Regions from separate parts of the Mus musculus genome. Here regions 1, 3 and 4 are each linked to region 2. Evidence: chromatin contacts called from public HiChIP or PLAC-seq, Micro-C and promoter capture Hi-C data. All regions are on one chromosome and are shown on one strand. Each heading gives the region's core, a stretch centred on a gene start, on an enhancer-like site or on the middle of the called end of the contact. The rest is flanking DNA. Distances are from core to core; before and after follow the strand shown.

Region 1 (4,890 bases), core at 1,429-3,928, 930 kb before region 2:
TGACCTATTAGTTCCTTAGAATACTGGGGCAGCTGTTAACATCTGGCTACACAGCTGGCTATAGCGAATCCCAGCTGCTTCTCCCAAAAGGACGGAGAGCTGAACTCAGTAAAATGAAGACAGAGCCAAGACACAGAAGCAGATCTGGGCAAGACAGAGAAGACCCATCTGACCAGAACCACCTGCCCTCAGAGGTCTGTGAGCTTCGGCATTCAATGCAGCTGCCAGGAGAGGAAAGCAGACATCTTCCATATGGCCAACTTGGGTAAGACTCATAGGTGAAAGAAGTACACCTCTATCCAGTCTCAGCCCCAGAGCCTACTGGTGTCTGCTGGGGGACTGGACACTCCAGGACCATTCTAGACACACTATCACACTAAAATATTACTAACTCTGAGAAGATGTGTTCTCCAGAGCTGGGGAAACTAAAGCTCAGGTGTTGGAACCAGAGCCGAGACACAGCAGAGGAACTGGAACACTCAGCTTTTCTCGCTACAATGTCAGGTGCCTCTCACAGGTCAGCAGAGATAAGAGGGAACACACAGATCCAGGTATAAGCTCATCCCGGGGGGAAACCGGCCCCGGAGAAAGTAATATCATATCGTCCTCAAGGTCACAGAATAGAGCGGGAGATGTTGCAGAATCTCTTCTAGTGTGTTAGTTCCGGCCATGCACATTCAACAACAGAACATCTGAGAACTCTGGACTGGGCTGGGGGGAGGCAACAGCACTGCTGTAGCAACTAACTATTATCAGAGGGCCTCAGAAAGGTAGAAGGTTAAATCTGCCCAGCCAGGACAGGAAGGGTGTGGTGGATCCACCTTCTTCTGCAGGGGCCAGGTAGGGTAGAGACTAAGTCCAGGTGGGCAGTACGGACAAGGGCTGGGCCAGCAGGACAGAGGCAAAGACTGACGTTGAGTTGGACTTTGAACATTCCAAACTTCCTCAAGTTTCTACAGGCCCCAGTCAGAGCAGGGAGAGGTTTCAACACTTTTTACCTTGACTGTGTCTTCTGATTTAGGAACTGTCAGAGGCCGGGCAGGAGTAAATGCCTGGCAGACCACCCAGCTCAAAAAGGTAGGAGGGGCTTATATGATGGATCATCACTGTCCCTCCTGGGCAGTTTCACCACCTCTGGTCACCCTCTTCCCTCAGCTAGCCAACCTAAGCACACAGAACCTATGCAGAGAAACCTCAGACACCTGGACATGACCCGTTGGGCATGAGTGTGCTCAGGGAGGGGCAGGTGGCTGGATGCAATCTCCTCCCCTCCTCCACTCTGCTGGGCTCTTCCCGCTTCTTGCAGCTGTTGCAAAGAGCAGAAGAAAAGAGAAAACACCATTCCCCTCTTCAAACCAAAACAAACACACTCAGGGCTGCTGATTCAACATGAATCTGTGGAATGCAGGGAGATGTCTGGTGGGAGTACCCCCACTGCTTCCGGGTGGGCTCTGGCCTCAGAGTAGAAGACAGCGCCTCCTCTGTCTTCTACTGTCCGTTCCTCTAGGGGCAAGAGGAAGTCTCTGGACAGCTCCGAATGCCCAGCCTCTTCATCACCTCACTCTGCAATGCCAAGCCCTTGAGAAGTGTGGTCCAGCCTGGTTCTGCAGAGGGCGTGGCTGCTCTGGCCACAGGCTAAATGAGAGGGCTAATAGGGATTTGAACGCATATATTCTCGGTTCTCTTCAAGGAGGAGGGGAAGAGCGATGTAATAGGTGTTTAATATACAGAGTTCTCCTAGCCCGGGAAAGAAGCTAATGTTAGGTACTGGATTCTCAGGGTGCTGGGCAACAAAGACCCTACTTCCGAAGATGTCTGAAATGTGGAGCGGTCGCGTCTAGACAGGTTCTGGCCAGGTCAGCACTTGCCATGATTACTGCCCCCCTCCCCCCACCCCCTTCCTCCACTTGCCGCCAAGCCCCACAATCGGAGAACTGCCGTCTTACCCGCCCTCTTAATCCTGGCTCACAAGGAAAGGCCAGCAGCAGCAGGCCTGGAAGTCAGCGGGCCCAGGGCTCCAGTTTAGCTTAGGTCAGGTATCCGCGCACATACCCCTCTCTCTGCACCCCACCTCACCGCCGCCAGGCTGACTTACAGGTAGCGCTGTTGTCGCTCAGTCTGCCGATGGAGGGCGACCGAGTAGCCGAAGAGGCTACCGGGGTTCACCGCCTCCTTCACCACCAGGAATCGGGTGTCCAGGTTGAAGGCGAAGGCGACCCGGCCGCAAGCCGCCACCATCAAGGCCAGAGCGCGGAGCAGCCAGCCAGGGGCGCGGGGCACGCGGCAGGGGCCGGGGCCCATGGCTGCGGGCCGGGCCGTAAGGGGCCGGGCGAAATCGCTAGAGGGCTCAGCACCGGGAGTGATGAACGGTTCACCTGCTCCAGGCGCCACCAGAGGACACCCGAGCCCGCAGAGCCGCTGCACCGGTAGTCAGGCAATTTTTTACCCTAGTCCGGGTCACTTTCACGTCTGCTCCGGGTGCTTTTCCAATCCGTTTTCCAGATCCGTGGATCTACTCTCACGTTGGTTCGGTGGACGGGTCACCGTTCCGAGCTCCGAGCACCCCACACCCTAGATGGTCCCGGCCGCGCCCCCTTGGAGGTGTTAGCTCTTTGGACCTCGGCTAGGTGGAGGATTTAGAACGGCAAGCCCTCGATCACCAGGAGGGCAGGAGGGAGGGATCCTCCCCAGCGCGCCCCGCCTCCCCACCGCCCAGCCCCGCACCTCCCCACCTTGCGCGCCCAGTCCGGGCTCCGCTTTCCTTCCGGGGAAAGAGAAAAGGTCCCCGCTCGGCCGCCGCCTCTTAAAGGGGCAGCGCCGCCCCTCCCTCTCCATCTCTCCTATCGCGACTCCGCCCTCTCTCTCAGACACCTGTCGGGAACCCTTAAAGCCCGGATTTCCCCTTCCAGCGGAGAGCTTCTTCCTAGGAGCGTCGCCTTCGGTACAAGACGGATTGGACGGGCGGGGCCAGAGGTGGATTTGCTTGGCGCTTGCGGCGGCTGCTACTGGAAAGGCCGTTCAAGGCACCGCCAGCACCGCGATCCCCGCTGGACAAACCAGGCGTTGGCTCTTCGGAGAACGGTCGACTGTGTTCGGCTGCCTGGAATGCGGACCTCCGCAGTGATGTGAGTCCCTAAGAGGTGACTGCGGGTCTCCGGACTTAACTTCTTCGTGCTAAGTACACTCAATGTTATGTATGAAGGAGTATTTCTCCTGCCCACCCGCCTCCTCTCATCCTGTTCCCTGCTGGAAGCGGCTCCTCCGCAAAGCCAGACAGATATTTAGTGGTGGTGATGACAACCCATCAGAAATAATAATTAGCAAAGGGCAGCCTTTGTCTCGAAGCAGTGAATGGGACCTCAGCCCCCACAGGTGTGATGCTGGGTGGAGACAGGTGGGCTTGACTCAAAGATCTCACTATCCGAGGAAGAATTAGGGAACTCCAAGAGTGTATGGAATGTTGTTTTGGTCTAACTCAGATTTCCCCTAATGCAGAACAAGACTCATTTTCCCTGAGCATCGTTTTCTACATGTTTTTATAATTAAATAAGAACAGCACATGCAGCAGGCACTATGCTAACTGCTTTACAAATACTACTTTTTCAAGGCAATATACATGTATACAAGTATATATGTGTATACACACACATCTACACAACCACCAGTCTAAGGAAAAGGGAAAGCAGAAAATGAGCCCATCCAATGGGATTCTGCTCCGGTGTTTGAGGAACCAGCTCATTCTGTGTCTGATTCCCTATCTAGACATTGTGACCTTAGAAGGTACAATCATTTCCTCACAGCTGATCTTATCTCTTACACTCAAAGGTGCAGCCCTTAGAGACCAGGATGTCCTTTTGCTCATGACAATTACTGACAGTTTGTCGTTGCCACCACTATGTAAACCCAGGTCTGTACCTGTCTCTCTATTTACATATGGGAGCAGAGCTGTCTCTTCATCAGACACAGCCCTGGAGGGACCAGGGGGAGCAAGCAGCTTTCCCTGCATAAAGTAAGTTTGAGATCTTTGCAGCCCCATGTGGCCACATTGATGCAGGAGCAGCCCAGATGAGCCTGGAGTTAAATAGAAAGATGAGAAAGCAGAGGTGAGCCACCGGAAGGCGCGGGTCTACGATTATGAAATCCTTACACCAGTCATCAGGGAATTAGCTCTGCTTTTAAGATGAGAACACCAAGGCTCAAGGAAGTTACGCTATTCGGCTAAAGCCACAAAGCTAAGATTCTAATAGTGCGGTATCTAACCCCAGAACCCTTCTTAACCATTATGCTAATGATTAACCCTTAGGACAAATCAGATTTTGTTGAGACTTGGTGTGACCGGAGCCTCTCCTATGGGAGTGTCCTCTTCCATTACTTTCTACTTCCCTTTTGGCCTGGCAAATTCTAGATGCCCCGCCTAACTGGTTAAAATGGTAACTGCTAAACAATCTATCTTCCTTTAGCTTTGCAAATACCAGAAGATCTGATGACCTTTCTAGCCTTGTTCCTCTGTCTTTGCGTACAAACCAATGCATATTTACTACCCGGCTGTTTAGCTCCCGATAAGAAGCTTGTCTGCTTTAGGAATGGAACCGGTCCCAAGAGATAAAGTAGATTGTAGTGTTCTGGGCAGAGGGGGGAAAACAACAAACATACCAAAACCCCCAGAGATGTAAGCCATAGGCAGCAAAGACCACTCCCTCAGCCTATAGAACATGCTTCAGTCTGCATATGGAAGTCAGGACAACCTCATGGGCTAGGTGATTCTTCCACTTTTACATGCTTTCTGAGGTCAAACTCAGGTCATCAGCCTTGTACAGCAAGCACTTTATATGCTGAGGCATCTTGCCAGCCTGGTATGACTTCTGCCATGTAGCTCAGGCCAGCCTCAGA
Region 2 (4,602 bases), core at 1,863-4,362:
CTCCATTTTTTTCAAATAAAGCTTTTTTTCCTTCCAATTTTAGTGCCTCTGTTAATTCTAACAGCAACAGCCTCAAGCATTTGACAACAAACCACATACTCTATAAACCTAGACACAAGCCATAGTGATGCTCTTCAGCTACAATAATTCAGTGACTTAAAACTCTGAAGCCAAACCACAGATGACAGACATGATCTCCAGCTAAACTTTCTCAATTCTTTAAACATATGTCCCCACCCCACCCCCCACCCCACCCCCCAAACCCCCCACCCCACCCCCAAAGCACAGCACCCACACAAGATTCCCACCTAGGAAGGGCCAAAAAAACTTCAGAAATACAGCACGTGCCCAGCTGAAAAGAGGGACTGAGAAGACCAAAACTGGACTGAGGGCTGCTCCCAACTAAGGACAGGAAACAAAACTGCACTGTCAACAACGCGTTCACAAAGTCTGATGTGAGAAACCCTGCCTCAACACTCCACTGCCAGAGTTCAACCGCAGACTTCGGAATTCGAGGGGACTGGAAATCCATCCTGAAATTTTAAAGGTGGAGATACCCCATTTGGCGGAAAAGAGAGAATACGGAGTAAAAAGAACTCACCAGAGGAGACACACACACACACACACACACACACACACACACACACACACACCCATTCATCCTCCGAGTTCTAGACCCTCCAAAGAGCCCCAGCTCACAGCCTCAGCACAAAGCTCACCCCAGATGGTCCCTTGTAACAATGGACTGAAGGAGTGGGGGTGGGGGGGTTGGAAAGGGATAGCACGGCCAAAGCACATTCATTGAAAATCCAGTTGATGAGGTACTATAAGATGCGAGGGACTGGGGATGAGGGTCTGTGTAGGGGGGCAACAAAATCCATGCCTATAACAGAAATTATTAGGCCAGCATAAGGAGATCTGAATGGGGTACGTTGCTCATTAATCACCCCCAGTAGAAAAAGAACACTCTCAAATCTACTAACAAATTGTGTTATAAAAAAGATGAGAAACATAGGAAAAAGGAGGCCTGATAGAAAGTTATAAAAAAAAAAAAATCACCACCACCATTAGTTTGAATTCTCCATATTTAAACTCCCATACAGAAAATGGTCCCAGTCCCACACTATGAACTAACTCCACAGAGTTCCTGCTCTATTGATTTTTTTTCTCTTTAATTTTTCAAGTAATGTCTTTTAGCCCACCCCAATCCCAAGTTGTTGGATTTCTTCTAAAGCTATAAAACAACCACTACACGATCCTAGCCAATCTCTCCCAGCCCCCAACATCCGGAGTTGGGGGTGGGGGTGGAAAGGCCAGTAATGGGTTTGTTCCACTGGAGACGCTATGGACCCCTAAATATTACTGTTTCCCAAAAGGAACTCTTTTCCTACCTTTGTTTTTTGGGGACTGAGTGTTCAATCTCTAGACGTTTTCCTTGCAGTTCTACTTTCCCTGAAGATTTAAAAAAAGAAAAAAAAAAGAGATGAATGAGTGTAAAGAAATGGGGGAGGGATGGGGTGGAAGGGTGAGTAAGGGACATTAGCTAAATTCTAGAGTTCCTGGGGCCTCCTAGAAATCCAGGCACCAGCTGCAGAGGCCTGTGGGGGGAAAGGTTGCTCCGGGTTTGGTAGAACCCGTAATTTCGTTGGGTTTTTTTTTTTCTTCAATTTTTTTCGTTTTATTTCCATTAATCACGTGGGCTGATTGAGCAGCCTGCTCAGATTTGGGAAAGGTGTGAGCGTTTGTGTGAGCGCGCTTGCTTCGGCGGCTCCAGAAGTAGAAGGAAGGAGACAGGCGAAAGCAGGATCGTTTCGCGAAGTGGGGCGGGAGTAGAGAATTAAAACTTTATTTTCCAGCAGAGCCACGGTGAAGGGCTTAGGCGACCAGGCCGGGTCGGGGCCACAGGGCTAGCGGAGGGCCCCCGGGGCGGCGCGGCCCGGGGCGGAGGGTCCCTCGCGGTAGCCGCGCGCCTCTCGGCCCAGCCTCGGCGTCTCGGGAAGCAGCATGGCGACCCGCCGCCGCCACCGCCACCGCCGCCGCGCCACCCGGCTCACGCCCCACTTTCAAATCAAAATGGCTCAAGCCCCAGGCCTTGGGCGGGAGGCGGGAGCCCCTTCCTCCCACGTCCTGCCTCAGGGCTTAGTCCCTAGTTAAAGCGGGAAGAGCTGAGGTGCGCGAACCCCCATCCTGGAAAGGCCCGGGACGGAGGGCAGGGGCTTTGGGGGTGCTCTAGCGCATGGGGGGCTGACTAGGGGCGGGGGGGAATCGGGGAAACCACGCCTATACCCGAACCCCAGTGTTCGTGAGACACCCCCACCCCCACCCCCACCAGTTGCCAACCGGGGCTCCCGCCCCGTCGGTGGGGAGGGGTGTAGGGAGCCGCCACGAGCGCCTCGGGCTGGGGGAAGGGGTGAGGAAATCCCGAATATCTCCGCGCCGGGAGAAGGCGTCGAGGGAGGCCGGGCGAGGCTGGGGACCGAAGACGGAGGCCGAGCCCTCCCGGACCCGGGAAGAGTTGGCCGGCAAGGAAAAGAGGAGCTGCAGGTCCCCGTTGTTCCGGGATTTCGTGTGTGTGTGTGTGTGTGTGTGTGTGTGTGTGTTTTCCGGGGAGGTGGCCGCGCTCTTACCCGAGAAAGTTTCGATGGCCTTCATCGCCCAGTGCTCGTCGGGGCAATCCACGAAGGCGTAGCCGGATTTGACCAAGAACTGGCCGCTGTAGGAGATCTTGTGCTCCGCGAATACTTTCTCCAAGTCTGCGGGGGTCACACTCTCGTTGAGGTTGCCGATGTAAAGCTTGTTCATGGTGGCGGTGGCGGGGCAAGGACACGGTTCCAGGCAAGGCCGAGCCGGGCGGGCGCGGGCGGAGAGCCTCCTAGGCCGAGAGGCGTGGAGACGGGCGGCGGGAGCCGCAAACTTTCTACGCACCCCACCCCTGAAGTTGTCCGGAGCTCCGGGCGGGTGGGCGGCCTGAGGGCACGCGGGGGTCACGGGAGAGTTTGGGTGAGCCCGGGAGAAGTGCCCGCCGAGTGCAGGGGAGGCTGACGACGACGCGGCGCGGCTCCTTCCCTTCGGTCCGAAACCCCTGCGAGCGGGCTGGTGTGTCACGTTTCTCCGCGGCCGCCCTGGCGCCGCCTCTAAATAAAATCGACTTGAAAAAAAAAAAAAAATGGAGCAGGAAAAAAAAAAAAGGCGAAGCCACGTGGTGACAGCCCCCACCCACCCTGCAGGGAAAGACCCCCGACGCCACCGGGCCCCTTGGCCCTCCAACCCGGACCAACCCAACAGTCTCCAATCTTGGGGGCGGCACTCAGCGCACCCCACGGGTAAACCAGGAAAGTGGAAGCAGAGTTCCCCCCCCAGCTCTCCTATCCCCCTCCCCCTTTGCAAGAACCTGGCCCCTAAAGCGGCGCCCCGCCCCCACAGCGACCTGCACGGGGGGGGGGGGTGGCGGGGGGAGGGCGGTGGCGACCCAAATCCCCCCAGTTCTTAGGAATAAAATGTACGGTAATTTTTTTATTCGTTTTGTGGAGACTGGGCTGCCCACCCCACCCCGGCAAACTGCTAGCGACTGACAGGCGGGGGACTGCCGAGACAGACAAAGAGAAGCTGAGGACTCTGGGGTCTTCAGGAGGGGGTCGCAGGAACCGGTTATTTAAAAGGAAAGACGCCTTTCCTCTACGTTTCTAAGTAGGGGGTCACTGTCTTTCCCGCTACACCGCTAGACTTCGCTGGCCTCCCGGGTCCTGATTCAGGGGACCCTGAGAGCGCGGGATCGGGAAGCTGCGGACACGGGACACGAGAGACAGCGCCTGAAAACGAGGGACCCGCAGGAAATCATGTTTCGGGATCCCCACTGGAGAAAAGCTGGCTTGCACCCAGTCCAGCTGCTGGATGACAACACTCCAGCATCCTTGGGGGAAAGCCTGCACGACCCGGCTCGAGAGCATCCTCGAAGATCAACTGGGTGGGGGAAAAACGACGAGGGGTGGTCGCACCACCGATCGACCCCGAACCGGAGGGGTTGGCTTCAGAAGGGAGGGACCGGGTTGAGCTCCGAGGTCCCCCTCGCCCTCCCCACGCAAGGAGCGGACAGGTGGCGTCGCCCGCCTGCGTCCGCTCTACCCGCGATGCACTGAGCGATGGTCCATGCGCAGGCTGTGGGTCTCAGAACTTAGTTTTGGGGTGCTGGATTTTGGAAGGCCGCCGGGGGAGGGGGTGCAGAGGCCCCGCCCACGTCCCCAGGTCAGCCCGGGGCGGGGAGGGGGTAATTTCCGCTCCGCGCTTGAGGAAGCGAGCAGCGGGGGAGGGGGCTGCGGCCCTCCCCCCTCCCCGTGGGGAGGGGGAAGTGGATCCGCCCAGGTCCCTTCCCTCCGCTAGGACCGACGCGTTCCGGATCCTCAGGCTCCGGGAGCCCGAGGGAAAGACCGGACTGGGCGAGGGGCGACACGTGGGCGGTCGCACCCCGTCTGTGAGGTGGGGGAGGGGGCCGCGCGCTGGGAGTCCCGGACGCGCAGCGGAGCGCGGGACGCGTTGCACACTCAGTACCGGGATCCCCGGCTCTACGCGGGGGACACCCGAGGTTCCAGCGGCTGAGGCTGGATC
Region 3 (4,937 bases), core at 736-3,235, 590 kb before region 2:
CTAAACAGCCACGGTGTCACCAAGGGCTAGTGATTTGTAACTGGTTACTGAGTTACCCACGGGACAGCCATAATTTTTACAAGGAGCCAACACCTCTCTGGCTTCAGCTCAAGAGAGGAGGGTTTGTTGATAGTGACAGTAAATGAAATCTAATTGAAAAGTTTCAAGAATCTGCCTCAGGTGTCAAGAGCTCTTTCTGCTTTAGAGCCAAGCACACGGACCACATCAGTAGAGAATCTGGGCTCTCCAGTTCGTAAATAAACCATTTTGGTTGGGCAGAGTGGAACACCCTTTCAGTCTTAGTACTCAGAAGGTAGAGGCATAAGATCAGGAGCTCAAAGCCAGCCTCTGTTACGTAGTGAGCTGTGTGTGTGTGTGTGTGGGGGGGGGGGGGGGTCAGCCTGGACTGTGTGAGATCATCTCAAAACCCCAAACCCTCAAAATAAAGCAGAGAAAAAAAAAACCAATAAGAGCAATTTCATCTAGAATCTAGGTTGTGTAAGGCCCCAAGGGTTTGGAAGGTTTTGCTTATAATTCCTAGGATATTTCATATGGGGATTACGGGGTCTGCTTCTATACTTGAAAGTGGAAAGCCTCCCGGCACTGTCGGGGTTCTTTCCAAACCCAGTGGCTTGGTTCCTGGGCTGCCAGCCTTCCCTGCTGAACAGGCTCACCAGCCACTGGGTGCCAAGGAGCATGTGGCAAGAGATAGGAGCAGAGTCTCCTGGAGACTGTCCCAAGGCCTGGAAAGCAGTAGGGTGCCAGGAAGCAGCTCTCAATTAGGCTGCAACCCTGTTACCTCATGACCCACAGGGTCACTGGGTTGATCTCTCAGAGCTAGGTGTGTGCTTGATATGTGTATGCAAGAGGCAGTCTGCTTTTGCTTTTGAGAGCTTGATTCAGTAATAAAATATTTTCTTTTAAGTTTAAGGTAATCGAAGAATGTAACACAAAGATGACTGTTTTCTTCCAGGGCCAAGATGCTCTGAGACAATTCTACCCAACTCCAGAATCACTTTTGGTCCATGGGAGCTAAGACATGAGACAGACTGGGGACCCGGATGGCTTAGCCAAGGAATTGTCACAGAATCAGCTTCCTCTCCATTGGGTCTCTCTCTCTCTCTCTCTCTCTCTCTCTCTCTCTCTCTCTCTCTCTCACACACACACACACACACACACACACCCCTTCTGCCTTTCCCAGAAAGAACAGCTCTTTGGTTATTGTTGTCAAATGCTAATTTATTTAGTTTTCAAGACGCGGTATCACCTTGTAATTCTAGCTGACTGTGAACTCAGTAAGTAGACCAAGCTGGCCTTAAATTCACAGAGCTTCTCCTGCCTCTGCCTCCCGAGTTCTGGGGTTAAAGGTGTGCCTCACAGTACTCTAGCAAAGTACCTTATAAATGTTAGCATTTGCAGGCTAGGCTTATTGGACATGGATCTCTATGAATTTAAGGCCAGCCTGTCAACAAAGAGAGTGCTAGGTCAACCAATCCTATAGAGCAAGACCCTATTTCAAAAAATAAAACAAACTAAAACACATGTTAAAAGTTCTTTAAAAAGTATTTTAGCTGAGAGTTGCCTAAAAAAGAAAGTAAGAGCTAAGTCATCGGTAATCCACAAACTGCACAACTAGGTTTCAGTTGCGAAATGCCTGTTGCTGCTCCACCCACCCGGTCCCTGGATCTCAGCTTCCTTCCTCCATTCTGGCCTCGCACCTCAGCGCGAACTTCTGCGCGCTGCACGCGACCCCCTCCGAGTTCCCGCCTCTTTCCACTCTGGCTCCGCCTTCCGCCCAAATTCCCGGGCCCTGGCACCACCTCGCGACGCTTGCGCACTAGGGAAGGTAGGCGGAGTCTTAAAAGAGGAGGAGCTGGAGAGTCTTGAGCGGGACGGGGTGGGGCGGGGCAGGACGGGGCGGGGCGAGGCGGGGTGGGGCGGGGCGGGAAGCTGGGGGGAGGAGGCCGCGCGGGGTGGGGCCCGGCGGGTACGCGCTCGCTGCGTCGACGTGCTGACGACAGGACGCCCAGGCCGGTGTGTGTCGGTGTGTATGTGTGTGTGTGTGTGTGTGTATGTGTGTGTGTGTGTGTGTGTGTGGTGTGTGTGTGTGTGGTGTGTGTGTGTGTGTGGTGTGTGTGTGTGTATGTGTGTATGTGTGTGTGTGTATGTGTGTGTATGTGTTTGTATGTGTGTGCGCGCTCCAAGAGTGTATTTGTGTATCGGCGGTCCCGCAGGTCCCGGATGTTGCGGGCAGTATGAGGCGAGCGCAGGGGGACAGGGACCAGCAGCTGTCGCCGCCGTTCTCAGGTGAGTGTGTGTATGTGTGTGTCAAGAGTCGAAGAAGGGGTTGGCCTGTTGGGGTGCGGGGTTTTTCCTTGAGAAGTGACTAAACCCTCCCCCACAACACACACTTTTCCTAATGTACTATTCTCTGCCCCATTTCCTATGTTGGTTTCCTGGCCCGAGGAAGCCAGAGCCTAGTCAGCCGTCCGTTCTTCCTACCTCAAGCATTCTGGAAACACAAACGCGCCCCCTGCCTCCTGCCTCCCTCACCATCATATCCCCAACCCCATCCCCCTTGCCAAATAGTGAGCTGTCGCCTGCGGCGAGATGGGGAACTGCGCATGCTCGAATGTGAAGGAGCTCCGGGTGCCTGGTCGCTGCTTCAGGACGCATGCGCATTGCTGTTTTGCAGGGACCTGCGGGATAAAGAGCCCCTTGACCACGAGCCCGCCTTCTTCGCTAGACTTGCCACCCAATAGTGAGCTTGTCGCTCCGATCCGAGAGGGAGAATTTAAATTATGCGAGGGATTTAAGGACAAAGCACTATTTGCATCTGGTGTTGCCCTAGAGACTCCCAGGCTACCAACGCCTCCTAGAGCCAACGTGTCCCACGCTGACCCTTCTTTTTGAAACTTAACTGCTACTTCTACTTCTAGTATTACTTCCCTTTCCACCACTCCCGTCGTCATGCTGAAACCTTACTACAAACTTCCCCTAAGTTTAGGAGTAAGTCCAACTCGTTATTCTGGCAGGGGATTTTGATAGTCTTGTTAAAAAGGATTTGTTAAAAGGTCCATTAAAAAAGAAACTAAGGTGGGAATTTCTCTTTAGTAAAATTCTGAGTTGCCTTTACAGAGTAGCTAAGGAAGGGATAAGTGCCACACACAGACTTGAGGTAACAACAAAACAGAAATCAAGCTGTCAATCAGTAGCTTCATTTCAGCCCTTTTACTTAGTGGGACCTTTTTGGTTCATTGTGTGTGTGTGTGTAAGTTCTTCCATAGCGTTTCAGTTTAGTTATACATTTAGTTGTACAGTTTAGTTGTACATTCTGTGACAATATGGAAACAGGGGTAATCAGAAACAATTGAACAACTTGTCCAGAAGTATTAGTTTCAAATAATTTGAGCACTAATTCTTTCATATTGGCAAGTTCCAAAAAATTAAAATGAGGAACTTTACAAAAATATTCCAGTGACTTAGGTCCCAGAGTTTTAGCTGACAGACTGCAGTTGGTTCTTTAGTTTGGTGCTGTGCCATCCCTCTTAGAAACTTTGTCTTAGCTCTACCATGTAGGGAAAAAGATGTTTTATTTGTTTTTGATATAGTCAAGTTGTTATGTAGCCATGACTGGCATGGAATTCCCTATGAAGACCATGCTGGTCTCAAGACTGTATTCACAGAGATCTGCTTACCTCTGCCTCCCTAGTGCCAGGTATACATTTGGTCCCAAAGATAAACACTTTCTACTAGCAAAAAGTTTGCTGAATTGTATTGAAATGAATAGCTAACTTGTTGTTGGGTGGAGAGAATGGAAAAGGGAGGGGCATCTTTTGTTTTTCAGTTGTCTGGCTAACCTAATGTCTCATACTCTTGGGAGTGGGACATGAATCAGCCTTGTTTTGAAATTCCTTTTCCTTTGTGTTCTTTCTTTGGTATTCTCACAAGACATAATTTTGGTTGGCATTTTATCCCTAGAACCTCATGTTCTTGGTCTTGAAAGTGTATGAACACTTCTCACTTCCTCATTTAACTGGGCTTTATGTGGTTCAGTTGTCTGTCTATTGTGCTGTTTCCAGTTGCCATGTTGCACTTGGATCCAGAGGATGACACAGAGCAGCACAGGGGTTGGGGGCAGGGGCACATACATCATCCTGTGCTGGGAAAGAGCTGGATCCTCAGTCTCCCACCCCTACCCTCAGCCCTCAACATCCCCAGTAGTATAAGTTACTGTGTCAACTCCACATTTAGGATCAGGGCACTTGGCATCCTTTTGGTATTTTGGTGACTACACCTCTTAAAAAAGTTATTGCAGAGGCTAGTATGGTAGTGGGAAGAACTTTATGAGGTGTACGTCCTTGCCTGGATCAGGCTGTTGTAAAATCTAGAAGGGAAGCTAATGAGGTAATCCCTGTCTGTCTTCTCTGTAAGCTTTCTTCATTTGGATGCTTTGTTCTTATCTGGAAATGCTTTATCTCTGAATTCACTGAAAGCCTTATTTAAGTTTTTCCACGGTGCAAAAGCTTGGGATGCTTTTAGGATTAAGATAAGTTGTTCATTCATTCAGATTGGTACAGAAATTTGTTTAGAAATAAAAGGAAATACAAATGTTTAAAAAAAAAAACCAAAAAAAAATCAAAAAACCAAAAAAAAAAAACAAAAAAAAACCAAAAGCTCCACAGTGAGAATGCAAACCCTTCCATGGTTCTCCTGTCTGTCAAGTTTACCTTCTCAAAGGCAGCAGCTCCTCCTCCCAGCGTCAGTCCACACAGCACAGCACAGACGCAGACAGATCCTTTGGTTTCTGTTTTCCACAAATGATTAGACACTTTGTATATTTTTATTTTTTCAATTTACCTTGGTGATCATTTCATATAGTATGTGTAGTATCTCTTAAGTGACAAGGGTTGTACTGTATATGATATGCCGTTGTT
Region 4 (5,018 bases), core at 1,441-3,940, 870 kb after region 2:
ACTGAGTCACTGCCCTGGCCTTAACAGCCTTGTTCCTTAATACGGAAGCTAGAGTGGCGGTGCATTTGGGATCAAAGGTTCAATTTCGATGCTGCTGCTGTTTCTCCTCCTCCTCCTCCTCCTCTCCCTCCTCCTCCTCTCCCTCCTCCCTCCCTCCTTCTCTTCTCCCTCCTTTTCCTTCTCCTCCTCCTCCCTCTAGAAAACACAACATGGTGGCTGACACTGGTGCAGCAGGAGGGTCTGGAAGACATCAGGGGTAGGTGGGGGCAGGATTAGGAGGCTTCCATAGTGGTCTTAGGGACAGAAGTGTGGTGGAGGCCACAGGGCTCCTGGTGGTAAAGCTGAATTAGTGGATCCCTGTCACCAAGCTGGGCCACCTGGTAAAGGGCATAAAGATCAAGTCCTTGGAGATCTACCTGTTCTCCCTGCCCATTAAGGAGTTTGAGATCATTAACTTTTTCCTGGGTGCGTCCCTAAAGGATGAGGTTCTGAAAACCATGCCAGTGCAGACACAGACTCGGGTGGACAGCGAGCAGGTTCAAGGCTTTCGTCACTGCTGGGGACGACAGTGGTCACGTTGGTCTTCGTGTTAAGTGCTCCAAGGAGGTTGCCACTGCCATTCAAGGGGCCATCACCTTGGCCAAGCTTTCCATCGCCCCTGTGTGGAGACTGGCAAGCCCCACACTGTTCCATGCAAGGTGACAGGCTGCTGTGGCTCTGTGCTGGTGCGCCTCATCCCTGCCCCAGAGGCAGGCACTGTTTCTGCCTCTGTGCCCAAGAAGCTCCTGATGGTGTTGACAGTATTGTTGACTGCTGCACTTCAGCCGGGGGGCAGCAACTTTGCCAAGGCCACCTTTTGATGCCATTTCCAAGACTACAGCTACCTGACTCCCAACCTCTGGAAAGAGACTCTGACCACCACGCCTCCTTATCAAGAATTCACTGATCATCTTGTGAAAACCCACACCAGAGTCTCTGTTCAGAGGACCCAAGCTCCAGCTGAGGCTACCACATAAGGGTTTTTATACAAGAAAAACGAAGTCTGTTTTGTTGTTTTGCTTTTTAAAGTTCAATGTCATCTTCAACTACAAATAGAGTTTTAGACAAACCCAGGCTTTGTGTGACCTTGCCTCAAAAAAGCAAACGATGATGATGATGATGGTGATGGTGGTGATGGTGATGATGGTGGTAATGATGATGGTGGTGATGGTGATGATGGTGGTGATAATTATGATGATTAGGATAATGGTAATGATCGATGGTAATAGAGATGATGATGATGGTGGTGATGATGATGATGGTGATAACAGTGACAAAATAATGACCAAGTGCTTTTTTCCTGCCATTTTCTCAAACAAAGGAAAATATATACATAAAGAGGGGGAAAAAATCCCACAAAGTCCTAATAAGACCTATTTACAACAGCATGATTTACAGTTTGTATTTGTCATGCTCCACGGATGGATTCTATCTCCTTTACCGTGTAACTTTCTTTACCACTCCCACCTCCCATCTCCGTGAGATAGACAGATGTCCTCATCCAAGCTTGACAGGTAGGAAAACTGAGTCTGTTCCCTGCTCCTGGGACCAGAAACAATGGGGCAGGAATCCAGGCGTGGGCTTCCTCGTGAAGAAGGTGTGCCTTTAACTAGGCCACTACCCTGACCCCACTGGGCCCACCCTTCCTATTGTTCCCTGGTGCACTCAGACTGTTCCTAGGGCCAGCAAGACCTGCCTATTCTGGGTGTCAAAATGGTTGGGATTAGGATAACGTTAGGAGGTGTGAGCAGAAGAAGACAGTGGGAAACCAGCTGAGCAGAAATTTTGGTGGGGCAGTATTGACGAGATCAGGCGCGTTCAGGGTGGTGGTGGGGTGGCAGTATTGAAATCAGCCCAAAGGTGCATATGTGCGGTGGTTCACACCTCTAATCAAGGCAGGAGGGTTGCTGTAAATCCAAGGCCAACCTGACTTGCAAACCTGAGAACACAAACTTCAGCTGCAGACTGAGATCCTAACAATTAATTCGTTAATAATCAATCGGAGAATATAAGAATCCTAAAAACTGGGCTGGTGAGATGGCTTAGCGGTTAAGAGCACTGACTGCTCTTCCAGAGGTCTTGAGTTCAAATCCCAGCAACCACATGGTGGCTCACAACCATCTGTAATGGGATCTGATGCCCTCTTCTGGTATGTGTCTGAAGACAGCTGCAGTGTACTATATAAATAACAAACAAATAAATAAATCTTAAAAAAAAAAATCCTAAAAATCCTTGCAGACCACCACTCTCACCCTGCCTGGGAGGATCAGGATTCAGGACCCCTGCTTATGAGATGAAGAGCGAACAATTGTTTGCTGGGCTGGAGAGCCGCGCTGAAAGGCTAGCCTGGGCATCCTAGTTTCCAGAGCCTGTAGGTGATCCACCTCATCCTGCAAACTAAGACAAAGGGGAAATAAATCAAGTGTGGATCTTTAACTCCAGATCCCTCTTGGCTGGGGGTGGGGGCGTCTGGAGTCTCCCTTAAGCTCTGTGTAAATAAACTGAGGGGGAGGCTCAGGAGCAGTGGCTGGGAGAGACAAAGGGGCCGAGAAGAAAAGATTAGCAGGGAGAGAGCGGGGGTTTGCGCTGAGTACTGGGACAGGCAGCCCCTGCAGCAGCCGCAGGGAGGAGGAAGTCTCCGGGCAAATGGTCTTAAGGGATCTATTTGTAGGAGCGGAGGCCCAGAGCCCAGAGACCGCCTGTGTCTGTGTGCAAGCTGCTTAGGAGCTCTGGGTCACAAGAGAAGTGAATCAGGGCTCTCCCGGATGGCAGTGTTTTCTCCTCCTCTTCCTGACTCTCCTCCTTCCACTCTCCTTAAACCCACTGAAGCCCTGCGGCAGTTGGGATGGACAGACACTGGAGACTGATCCGTGTACAAGGGAAATGGGGGGGCCCTTGAAACGGTAGAACTTGAGAGGGGTCCCCGTGTACAGGGCAAATAAGGGCAGCCTGAAAACAGCTGAATCTGGGGAGATAGAACTGCGGGGTGAGAGAGCAAGGGGGTTCTGGAAACTGCCGAATCCGAAGAGGCCAATTTGTGTACCAGGAAAAATATAGGGGAACCTGGAAACCGCAGAATCTGGGGAGACAGTTCGTGTACAGGGGGTGGGAGGTGGAGAGAGAGAGAGTGTGAGAGAGAAGCCTGAAAACAGTCGAATCTGGGGAGATGGGTGGATTCCTGTGCAGGAGGAACTGGGGGAGACTAGAAACAGCGCAATCTGGGGAGATGCGTCAGTATACAGTAGAAACTGGTGTGGCTTGGAAGTGGACTCTCCCGGGATGACACTCGGTGTGATTGTAGTGCGTGTGTGTGTGTGTGTGTGTGTGTGTGTGTGTGTGTGTGTGTGTGTGTTGAGAGCCTGGGGTGCAGAGACAGAAGCAGGTACTGGAGTGGAGTCACAGGGGAGGAAGGGCTTTGTGGAAATGCCCCTGCTTGTTAGTTTTGAGGTAGACCCCTTCACATCTGCTTCCTGCAGACAGGCCAGGTCGGGGAGAAGCTTTCCAAAAAGGAACCAAGGTTTTGCAGCACTGGAAGACAAGAGCTTTTTGTGGGCAGTTGCTGCCCTGGTTCTGAAATAAGCAGGGGCTGTAATTCCCTAAGGGAGCCAGCAAAGGAGCTGAGAAAGCCGGTGGGGGTTGGTGGTGAGGAGGAGGAGGGAGCCCTCTCCCCAACCCTTCTCTGATGGGGACAGGCCTCTTTCTGCTTGTCCAGTGACCGGCCTGACCTCTCCCCCTCAGTGGTTCCCTTCTGACTGACAGACAGACAAAGACAGAGCTGCAGACAATCGACTGAAGAAGGCCCCACAAAAAGGCCCCCTTCCCACTCACCAACCCCTGGGGAGAGGCCCCAGGCCATCTAGGGCTAGAGCTGTCACTCTGGTGGAGATGTCTTCAGGTGACAGGCCTTCAGGGGACAGGGGTGACTAGGAGCTTAGAAAGGTCTGAGATGTTTGAGATTCTGAGTGTGCCTCTTGGAAACCAGGACTTTCCGGGGCGGGCTGGCGGGCGAGTGAGCCAGCGGCCTCCACGGGAAGAAAGAGGGCCTGGTCCAGCGGCTGTCCCTGTCCGTCAGAGCAGTAACAGCCAGGCAGACCTTATACTGTTTGCTAGCTGTGGGGTCTGAGGCCAGCTAGAATCTCTCTCTGGGTCTCTGCTTCTCATCTATAACATGAAGGACCATTCTAGATCTCGAAGGACCCTTGGGGTCTAATATGAGGATTTTTAGCAGACTCTGGGGAGCAGGCAAGCATTGGGAGGAGGCTGGCTTTGAGCACACAGTGGGAGCTTTAAAAGCACCAATGTTTTCCTGCATCAATAATCCACTAGAACATACACGTTTCTGCTTTAAATCACCCCAAGTGACCTTTCTCTTTAAGCAAAACTATTTTTCCTCCTTCAACCACCTTGGGCTTCCTGGTTTGCGATTTAGGAAGAGATGTGAGGTCTGCTCTTGGAATCTCTCCTCCTTGCTGGTTTTTACATTCTCAGTTCTCTCTCTCTCTCTCTCTCTCTCTCTCTCTCTCTCTCTCTCGCTCTCAGGCCCCTTGGGGCTGTCTTGCCCATGGCTTCTGTTTTTTTTTTTTTTACCCCCCACCCATCCATGTCTCCTGAAACTTTTTTACCCCATGTCTCCTGAAACCAGGAATGTTTGAAAAGAAGAGTTATGTCTGAGGTCTTGCAGCTAAACCTCAGAGTCTCAAGGAGAGGACCGTCCTTCCCAATAGAAAGACTTCTAGGCACCTCAAATCCCTAAACATTGTTGGTCCTTATCCCTATCAAGCTTGGAATGGTTTGGGGGGGGCAGTACGTGCAAAAGAACCAGCTGGGGGTATATCAGAGACCACTGGTAAAGAAGGCAAGCTCAGCCTGGGAGTACTAACGTCATAGTGTGGGGGATTATGGGTAAATGGTCTTAAGAACCATGGGCCAAGTCTGTAAGCTTTGAGTGGACTTCTCCTTCCTCCTCTTAGACTGTTGGT

What was found. Promoter capture Hi-C pulls out the DNA fragments that hold promoters and counts their contacts. A called contact is a pair of places that touch in the nucleus more often than the background predicts. HiChIP or PLAC-seq counts read pairs in DNA pulled down with a chosen protein or histone mark.
Region 1: a promoter capture Hi-C map of liver shows a contact between it and region 2, with 2.7 times the contacts expected there. The contact joins the promoter of Itga3 here to the promoter of Igf2bp1 in region 2. A contact is called at or near these places in 3 of 39 promoter capture datasets (hippocampal neurons, liver and pre-B cells) and 1 of 115 datasets of contacts at active chromatin or transcription factors (pancreatic cancer cells).
Region 3: a contact with region 2 is called in a Micro-C map of embryonic stem cells, with 4 times the contacts expected there. The contact joins the promoter of Spop here to the promoter of Igf2bp1 in region 2. A contact is called at or near these places in 1 of 484 Hi-C or Micro-C datasets (embryonic stem cells) and 1 of 115 datasets of contacts at active chromatin or transcription factors (pancreatic cancer cells).
Region 4: an H3K4me3 HiChIP or PLAC-seq map of embryonic forebrain shows a contact between it and region 2, with 4 times the contacts expected there. The contact joins the enhancer-like site here to the promoter of Igf2bp1 in region 2. A contact is called at or near these places in 8 of 115 datasets of contacts at active chromatin or transcription factors (embryonic forebrain, embryonic hindbrain, embryonic limb bud and 5 more) and 1 of 9 other capture datasets (embryonic tail).

What each region holds. Positions count from the first base shown.
Region 1 is chr11:95,074,036-95,078,925 of GRCm38.p6, forward strand. Itga3 (integrin alpha 3) reads right to left here and starts at 2,679. Exons shown (of 26, transcript NM_013565.3): 1 at 2,096-2,679. The coding sequence starts at 2,301.
Region 2 is chr11:96,002,832-96,007,433 of GRCm38.p6, forward strand. Igf2bp1 (insulin-like growth factor 2 mRNA binding protein 1) reads right to left here and starts at 3,113. Exons shown (of 15, transcript NM_009951.4): 1 at 2,628-3,113; 2 at 1,392-1,452. The coding sequence starts at 2,802.
Region 3 is chr11:95,412,098-95,417,034 of GRCm38.p6, forward strand. It overlaps Spop (speckle-type BTB/POZ protein), which reads left to right and starts at 1,986. Exons shown (of 10, transcript NM_001359107.1): 1 at 1,986-2,307.
Region 4 is chr11:96,869,986-96,875,003 of GRCm38.p6, forward strand. It overlaps Gm11523 (a long non-coding RNA gene), which reads right to left. Exons shown (of 4, transcript XR_880183.2): 2 at 3,868-5,018. It also overlaps the pseudogene Gm11524. Among named protein-coding and RNA genes, the nearest start is that of Gm11523, 8.1 kb to the right of the region's middle. RefSeq lists an enhancer at 2,271-4,469. Within about 2 kb of position 2,691, at least 80 of the 459 cell types and tissues checked have an H3K27ac peak or open chromatin away from gene starts, as enhancers often do. A contact at or near this core is called in embryonic forebrain, embryonic tail and forebrain, where this site is marked.